Linked DNA regions of Xenopus laevis: region 2 is linked to region 1. A link is a contact called in public Hi-C data. All regions are on one chromosome and are shown on one strand. The core of a region is the stretch at or near the end of the contact, and the rest is flanking DNA. Distances in the headings are between cores, read along the strand shown. Region 1 has its middle 19 kb from the start of tspan1.L. Region 2 has its middle 32 kb from the start of pomgnt1.L.

What was found. A called contact is a pair of places that touch in the nucleus more often than the background predicts.
Region 2: a contact with region 1 is called in a Hi-C map of the XTC cell line, with 3 times the contacts expected there. The contact joins two enhancer-like sites. A contact is called at or near these places in 3 of 4 Hi-C or Micro-C datasets (the XL177 cell line, the XTC cell line and animal cap).

What each region holds. Positions count from the first base shown.
Region 1 is chr4L:87,956,511-87,960,843 of Xenopus_laevis_v10.1, reverse strand. No RefSeq gene overlaps it. Among protein-coding and RNA genes, the nearest start is that of tspan1.L, 19 kb to the left of the region's middle. Within about 2 kb of position 2,538, at least 2 of the 7 cell types and tissues checked have an H3K27ac peak or open chromatin away from gene starts, as enhancers often do.
Region 2 is chr4L:88,012,138-88,016,470 of Xenopus_laevis_v10.1, reverse strand. No RefSeq gene overlaps it. Among protein-coding and RNA genes, the nearest start is that of pomgnt1.L, 32 kb to the left of the region's middle. Within about 2 kb of position 2,265, at least 1 of the 7 cell types and tissues checked has an H3K27ac peak or open chromatin away from gene starts, as enhancers often do.

The DNA of each region.
Region 1 (4,333 bases), core at 1,289-3,788:
GGATTCTTTTTATAGCTCAATGTGCACAGTACAGCCAAAGTAAATGCCCCCTTAGTATACAGTATAAACTAACATTCTCTCATCTGGCTATATCACTAAAGCAGCCAGTGGGAGCAGGTTACATTTGTGAAAAGGTTTCCTATCTGGCCCAGCCTAGAGACAAAAGACTTGTGGTTATTACAGGTATGGGACCAGTTATCCAAAATTCTTGGGACCTGGGGTTTTCCAGACAAGAGATCTATCCATAATTTATTTCACCATACCGTAAGTCTATAAAAAATAAAAAATTAAATTAACACAACACAGGTGTGGATTCATGCAGATCAGCTAGGATCAAGTACAAGTTACTGGTTTATTATTACAGAGAGATAGTTTTAAGAACATGACAACTATTTGCTTAAAATGGAAGATCGGCTGTCATTTAGAGCTTTCTGAATTATGGGTTTCTTTTTTACAAAAAAAAAGATATGTCAGCTGTGTATTCCTGACACCGGGAGTACTGCCTCAGTTTAAGTCTGTTTGTGAGTACCCATCTATACTAAGGGGCAGATTTATCGAATTTTCAATTTATTTTATTTTTTGGTCAAAACTGTCAAATTCGACTATGGAGTTATTCAAATTGGATTCAAGTTTTTAAAAAAAACAATTTAATTTGAGATTTATCATATTCTGGCCCTTTTAGGACACGAATTTGACTATTTGCCACCTAAAACCTGACGAATTGCCAATTAAAGGACCAGTAACATAATTTTTTTTTAATTCGTTAGTATAGAACGAAAAAAAACACAAAGACAAATTACATTTTTAAATCGCTAAGTCTTTATTAAGAAATAACTTACCAAACTCCATTTGCGCTCCTCTTCAGAAAAGGCGATCCGGTGATCCATTGTGCGGCTCTCAATTTCTCCTCCCTGCCTTCCTTATAGGAGATACCCAGGGAGGAGAAATCAAGCACTGCATGATGGGTCGTCGCCGCACCGCCTTTTCTGAAGAGGAGCGCAAGCAGAGTTTCGGAAACTTAGCGATTTAAACGTTTCATTTGTCTCTGTGTTTTTTTTTTGTTTTATGCTAACAAATAAAAAAAATTGATGTTACTGGCCCTTTAAGTCAATGGAAGAGGTCCAGGGATCAATTTGGAGTTGTTTGCAGTCTTCCTGACATTTGAGTTTTTTGCGGAGAAAAAACTCGAATTGAGTAGGAGTTTAGGGGAGGTTTTAAAAACTCACATCAATTCAAAATTCGACCTTTGATAAATGTGCCTCTAATAGTAACATTTTGTGTGAAGAAGGCTTGGATCTTTCTGGCTGAATCTATTAACAATTTATATCTAGTTTGGGTATTTTGACTGATGCCCTTGCATCGTCCATATACTCATCCTTACAATGCCACATTTTCCCCATAATTCCATCGTAACTGCAACCCAAATGCTGGTTTGACCCCCATGCAACTGCTTGTGATATAAGAAAAATATTAAGTCTGATTGTTATGTTTGCTATGTATATTTGTTCCCTTGTCCAGACACTTATAAAGCCCCAAAGTTAATAAAAATATATATATTTTTATCCTTTTTTTTAAAGATAAAACTTCCATAACGTTCATCAGAACTGTAGCAGCTATTCTTCTTGGAAACTAGAAAAAGCAGGAAGATATCATTTTCATGACATTTTTCATAAAAGAGGATTGTTTTACTCTGTATTCAAAACACTGGCAGGGAAGAGCTGGAAAAACCAGTTTGTATAATTGCTCTTCCAAACAGGTATATAATGGAACAAAAAGTAAGAGCTGTACGGGAAAGAAAATTTAAGGTGTGCCTGTGGTCTCTTCTGAGTGGGTGTAATGACATCATTATAGTTATATACTCTTTCCTCACTTAAGCAGTTTGATATCTTTTATAGATTTTTCAATCTCTAACCTACATTTCCGCAAGTAAACAACACTTGTACAAAGCAAAACATGCTTTATGTGCTGCTTAGAAGTGGGAATAGTGGTTGGTTTTCCCTTACCATTTATTTCTTATCTACCATCAACTTGTACAGGGGCATTACAGTGATTGAACTATACCATTAACACAAATGTATTTGTTGCAACAGAAAGATTTAAATCTGTCTTACGTGAGCAATGCACCAGGCAAGGACACTGAACTATCTCCACACAAGAAAAGATAACACAGCTAAAGACTAAAATGTATTGAATTTTATTTGCTACCTCATTATATTGCCCCCTCGCTTACAGGCTGGTAAAATCTTCACCAAAATACTTTACTCTTTATAATGACTTTGGCATGTGTCTTTAAAGTTGATTTAAAATATAATCTTATATTTGATGCATACAATAAGCCTTAGAAACAGTTCTTGCATTTGATCATTCAGCACAGTATGGTAATATTTCACCTGATGACTAAATGGCTTTTCCCAGCAAAACAAGCTTTGTGTTGTTGCAATTCCATTGTAGGCCCTAGCAGTGTCACTGTGCAGAATCACAAGAGGAATTTACATTGCTTGGCCGTGTGGCTCCAGGCATTGGTAAACTTTTCCACTCTCAATAGTCACGACGCTCAATGCTTTTTATGCTGTCACATTGGATAAGCACAGTGCTGTATCACAGCCACAGCTCAAGTTTACTGACTCTCCTCTCCTGTATTTTTATTTTTTTTGCCAGGTAAGAAGTCTGAGTTACATGACTTCTCCCTTTCTCTTCTACATTGTCCCAGCAAAGATGCCAGACCATTTAAACAAAAATGTCCATCTTGTCATATTACACTGATTTAAGCATATGCTTCTCTGTAAACAAACTATCCAAAAAAGACCTTTTTCTCACAGAGTTCCTTTCCGCTACACACTTATATGCATTTCCATGTAATTACATGTGTTTGTCCAGTTTGCAGCAATTTGCTCATTCCATCTGTCCCTGGTTGCTTTTGAACTCTGTCCCATTTTGCACCCCTCTCTTCTCCTTGGAATGACTGCTTCCTGGGACATTGTGAAATGCTTTCTTCACATTCTGGGTCTTTTGACTCTGAACTAGACTTCTTGCAACCCAACATTAACTAACAGGGCCTAATCTGCAGATCTGAAAATAAAGCTATTGGTCATATTTATTTACCTGCTGCCTTGGGTACTAAGAGCAGCACTTGCTTTCAATATCTCTTTAAATCTATTTATGTATTTAAAGGTGTAATTCCAGCTAAATACAATATGTAATGGTTAGATAAAGATTACAATAAATATTTTCTGTTTTTCTGTCTTATGGACTAGGTATAATGAGCCATCACTTATGACCAGCAGGAGCCACCAGCAACTGGAGCCACCAGTGTAACCTTAGTCCTCCTTCTCCTTTTGCTGCAGGGCACCATGCATTTGGGGGTGCTATGCCCCAGTGAGAAGGTTACCTGTGCAATAATAACATGCACCCTATGGCAAACAACTAATAATGTTATGCCAAGGACATGGAGAAAGAGTGGTGCATTAGGGATATCATAGGGGCTGTAGTGGTATAGGGCTTTTTGGCTGCCGCAAAGTCACAGAACATAGGAATCATACAAAACAAACATATTTGGACAAATACCGGCTGTAATGGTTTACCATTTCTTGGTGAACAGAACATTCCCTTTTTGCTATAGTTTATACAGGAGTAGTGGTCAGCTCCATGTTGTAGCTCCCACCGTTTGCAGCTTTAGTCAGGTGATCCCAGTGGTGGCCAATAAAAGGGCAACCATTTTTGCCAGTTTTTAACTTGAAAGTAATCCCTGTTTTGCTTGAAGGGGAGGGCATTTTTAAACTTAAGGCATAAAATGTCTCAGTGTCCTCAACATATTGATAATGGGTGCAGAAGACCTCTTGTATTTGTCTACGTGAATACAGGACATAATCTGAAAATATTTTAATCTGTCAAAGTAGATAATAGTTTATATCAGGGTACATATTTTCTTACAGTACCACATGGGGGGAAGCAAAAAAAAAAAGAGATGCAGAAAGAGAAATCCACAACAATATGCCTGCATTCATTCTACTACACCATACATATTTCCTCTTATTTATTAAGTTGTGTAAATATTTGTAGTGTAGGCAAATAAAATCATTCTTTCCAAGTATAATTTATTAACACTGGCATCATTTCCCTGGGAAAATCCCTCAGAAAAAAAAGTAATGGTTATACAGAGGACTTATGACTGAAATGCAGCTAATTATGGTTTTTCTATTATGTTTATCATTTATATATCCAGCGCTGTGCATATACTGCATACCGTATGCATTTATACAGTTACAAAGACTGAAGTTTCGAATCTCTCCATAATGATAACTGGAATGTATTGAAGCCGTGAGCTATAGATAAT
Region 2 (4,333 bases), core at 1,016-3,515, 56 kb before region 1:
ACATTATCTCTATAAAAGTACATACCGTATAGTCTGTATTTATATTCCCAGGGAATGTAGGGATTTTAAATCAATTGCTATTTCAGATAGTTTAAAAAATATGTTGACATTATATTGGTGTACATTATTAAAAAAATGTTTTTTTACATTTTTAGTTATTGAGAGCATTAAAACTTGCTGAAAAAGTAGAATTACACAGACATTTAGGCAAACTTCCAGTCTGCAGTGCCATGGTCCTGTCGCTAGGTGGCACTAAAGGGAAGTTATAAAGACATGAATCTAAAATGTTGAAAGGGCTTTTGTATGTAATATATATTATAATATTATGTTATTGAATATTAAGGTATGGTGGAGGCATGGAAGCATTAACAATCTGTATTGGCTACTCATGACTATGAACATTGATTGATCCAATTCAGACAATATCACTTTAAGCAGAAATGTGGATCCATATGCTTAGAGGTATCTATAGATTCACTATTGTATGGTAATGAGGCTGGTTAGATTTAAAGGGATTCTGTCATGATTTTTATGATGTTTTATTTCTAAATTACAATGTTTATATTGCAAATAATTCCCTCTACAATATAAAATTTAATTCCTGAACCAGCAAGTGCATTTTTTTAGTTGTAATATTGGTGTGTAGGCAGCCATCTCAGGTCATTTTTATCTGCTCATGTGTTTTCAGAGAGAGCCAGCACTTTAGAATGGAACTGCTCTCTGGCAGGCTGTTGTTTCTCCTACTCAATGTAACTGAATGTCGCAGTGGTACCTGGATCTTTACTATTGAGTGCTGTTCTTAGATCTACCAGGGAGCTGTTATCTTGTGTTTATAGAGCAGTTATCTGGTTACCTTCCCATTGTTCTCTTGTTAGGCTGCGGGGGGGGGGTTGATATCACTCCAACTTGCAGTACAGCACTAAAGAGTGACTAAGCACTGAGTCACATGACTGGGGCAGCTGGGAAATTGACAACATGGTAGCCCCATGTCCGATTTCAAAATTGCTCTTTTGAGAAACAGATTTCAGTGCATAATTCTGCTGGAGCAGCACTAGTAATTGATGTTCCTATGACAGTATTCCTTATATCACTTGAATTGTTTCTATAGATCATTGAGACTCAACACCTTTTGCCCTAAAGCCAACCCTGAGGTTCATATGACAGAAGGGGATTTGATTCCAAACAGGTTGAGCTTCACTGCATGCCAGAGGTGTGGAATAGTATATTGACTGTTTATTGCTTTAATCACATCTGTATTAATACAATATACAGTACTTGTGTTTAGAAAGAAGCAATTGTTGAAAGTAAAGGTTATAGAAATGTGCCTGACCAAAAGTTAAAACTACAAATCATACCGTCATTGGTGGCCTGATACATAGGAGTAAATACTCTTCTCCCCAATCACTACTGGGGATTTTTTTTTAATAATGAGTGTCATTTCTGGTAGAAGCAGATGTGCCAAGTGGCAAAAAGTGACTCCCCTTAGTGCCTACATGCTCTTAAGGTGACCATACAGGGGCAAATTAAAGCTGCCGATATTGGTCCTTTAGACCAATTCGGCAGCTTATCTGCCCATAGGGGGGGTCTCCCGACGGGTCCTCCCGATCTATATCAGGCCAAAAATCAGGCAGATATCAATCGGTTTGCAAAAAAATTTGCAATTTTTTCTCCGATCTAGGACAGCATCGGCTAGTTGATACGCCCTGCGACCAGTCGGTGCCCATTCACAGCATTGTTCCCCAGGGCCGAACGTTCGGATTCACCGGATATCGCCCAGCCGTCAGTGGGCATATCGGCTTAAGTTCCGCTCATTTTGTGACCGTGCCAAACGAGCAGATCGTATAGTGTATGGCCACCTCTATTCACAAGGAAAGTGCAATCTGAGCTCTCTGTACCATGCTCTGGATTAAAAATCTAGCACAAACGATTGAATCTGGTGTCCCCAAGTACTTCTACTTTAGGGGTATATTTATTATGCTGGATAAAACAACGGTGTAAAAAGCTGTGTAAAATAAATGGTGGATTTATAAAGCTGTGTGTAAACTTACTCCATGCGAACGCCAGATTTTCCCTGTTATTTTACACTGCTTCAGTGCTGTTTTTAATTTGTTTTTTACATGGAGATGTGTGGCAATTTTTTTTATGCTGGATTTTACACCACATACGGTAATAAATGTCCCTAGGTGTACTGAATGGAATACAATATACCATTGTGCCAGTGGAATGTCATGTTCCACATGTGTGTCAGCCATATATAACCAGTGCTGGGTACATTAACAGGCACAATTCTTTGCTCCTTTACAGTACAAGGTGTTCCGACTGAAGAGTAGTTTGCACTGTGACCCCTGGTTGAAGATTAGCCTTGCAGTGCCCATTTATATTGTAATTGTAGTTAAGGTTCAGCATACAATAACACACTGACAGTCACAAAACCCTGCATAGAACAGTGTTGGGACTCCAAGCATAGACACCACTGTGACTTCTAGCAAACCCTAGCCAGGGTCTCTACCACAAGACAGAATTATGAGCTCCAAGATGAGGAATGGCTGAGACTTCCAATAAAGGGTTGTTCATTTTTCAAACACTTTTTCCTGTTTAAAGGGGTGGTTCACCTTCAATTTAACTTTTAGTATGTTATAGAATGACCAGTTCTAAGCAATTTTTCAATTGGTCTTCTTTATTTATTTTTTTATAGTTTTTTAATTATTTGCCTTCTTCTGACTCTTTCCAACTTTTACATTTTGGTCACTATCCATCTCATCTAAAAACAAATTCTCTGTAAGGCTACAAACTTATTGTTATTGCTACCCTTTATCACACCTCTTTCTATTCAGGCCTCTCTTATTCATATTCCAGTCTCTTATTCAAATCAATGCATGGTTGCTAGGGTAATGTGGACCCTAGCAACCAGATTATTGAAATTGCAGAGCTGCTGAATAAAAAGCTTAATAAATGAAAAACTACAAATCATAAAAAAATAAAACCATTTGCAAATTGTCTCAGAATATCACTCTCTACGTCATACTTGGGGGCACATTTACTAAGCTCGAGTGAAGGATTTGAAGTAAAAAAACATCGAATTTCAAAGTTTTTTGGGGGGTACTTCGACCATCTAATAGACTACTACGACTTCGATTCGAATGATTCGAACTAAAAATCGTTCGACTATTCGACCATTCGATAGTCGAAGTACTATCTCTTTAAAAAAAACTTCGACTACCTACTTCGCCACTTAAAACCTACCGAGCTACGTTAGCCTATGGGGACCTTCCCCATAAGTTTTCTAAGCTTTTTCTGATCAAAGGAAAACGATCGATGGATTAAATTGAATCAAACGTTTCGAAGGATTTTAATCCATCGATCTAACAATTTTTCCTTCAATCGTTTGATCGAAGTATTTGCGGTAAAACCTTCGACTTCGAAGTCGAAGGATTTTACTTTGACAGTTGAATATCTACGGTTTATTAACCCAGGATATTCGTCCCTTAGTAAATGTTCCCCTAAAAGTTCATTTAAAAGGGTACAACCCCTTTAATGTTCCTGTCTCTGGTGTTTGAGTCCGGCAGCTCAGTAATTCAGGTGCAGATTCTGAACTGTTACAATTTACTACATTAGTTGATACATTTCTCAGCAGCATCTGTGGAATATTAGTAACTATTGTATCATTATAACAACTGCCTTTAATGGAACAATGGATTTTGCAAAAGAAATGTATCAATTAATGTGTAATTTACAACAATTTACAGAGTTGGCAAACCCCCTGCCAGAACTGCTTTAGAAAGACATCCCCCCTAAGTTATGGTGTAGCAGTGGTAGAAACAGTGAGAAGGAATCAATTCCCACAGATGGAAGCCGCGTTACTTCTCTGGTTTCTGTTTATTTTATTGGCAAAAGCAATCAGGTAATGCCTTTCTCTTTGTACTAGACTGTTTGAAACAAAGTTCTGCTTCATAGCCATTGGCAACTGTATGTGTGCAATTTAGTACTGGTAAATCGGCTCCAATATGCACAAAATGCAAGCGACATTGATATGGCGATATTACCTTTTAAAACAATCTGCCAAGGATCACTGGAATGCTCTGTTCATTTCTAATGATGTTCTTTGTAAATAAGATTGTCATTTTCATCTGAATATGAGCCGTGTAAAGTTTGTGATAAACAGGTAGGTTGGAAAATTTAAGACTGGATGAAATAGGTCACCAAATTGTATTTATTCTCAACAGGGGATATAAATGGCCAGTAAAAAGGGCCAAGGTTAATGGGTTACAGCCTCCAGTTAGACCCCATGGAGTTCCACCTTACACATTTCTTTATACTTAGTCATGACTACTCT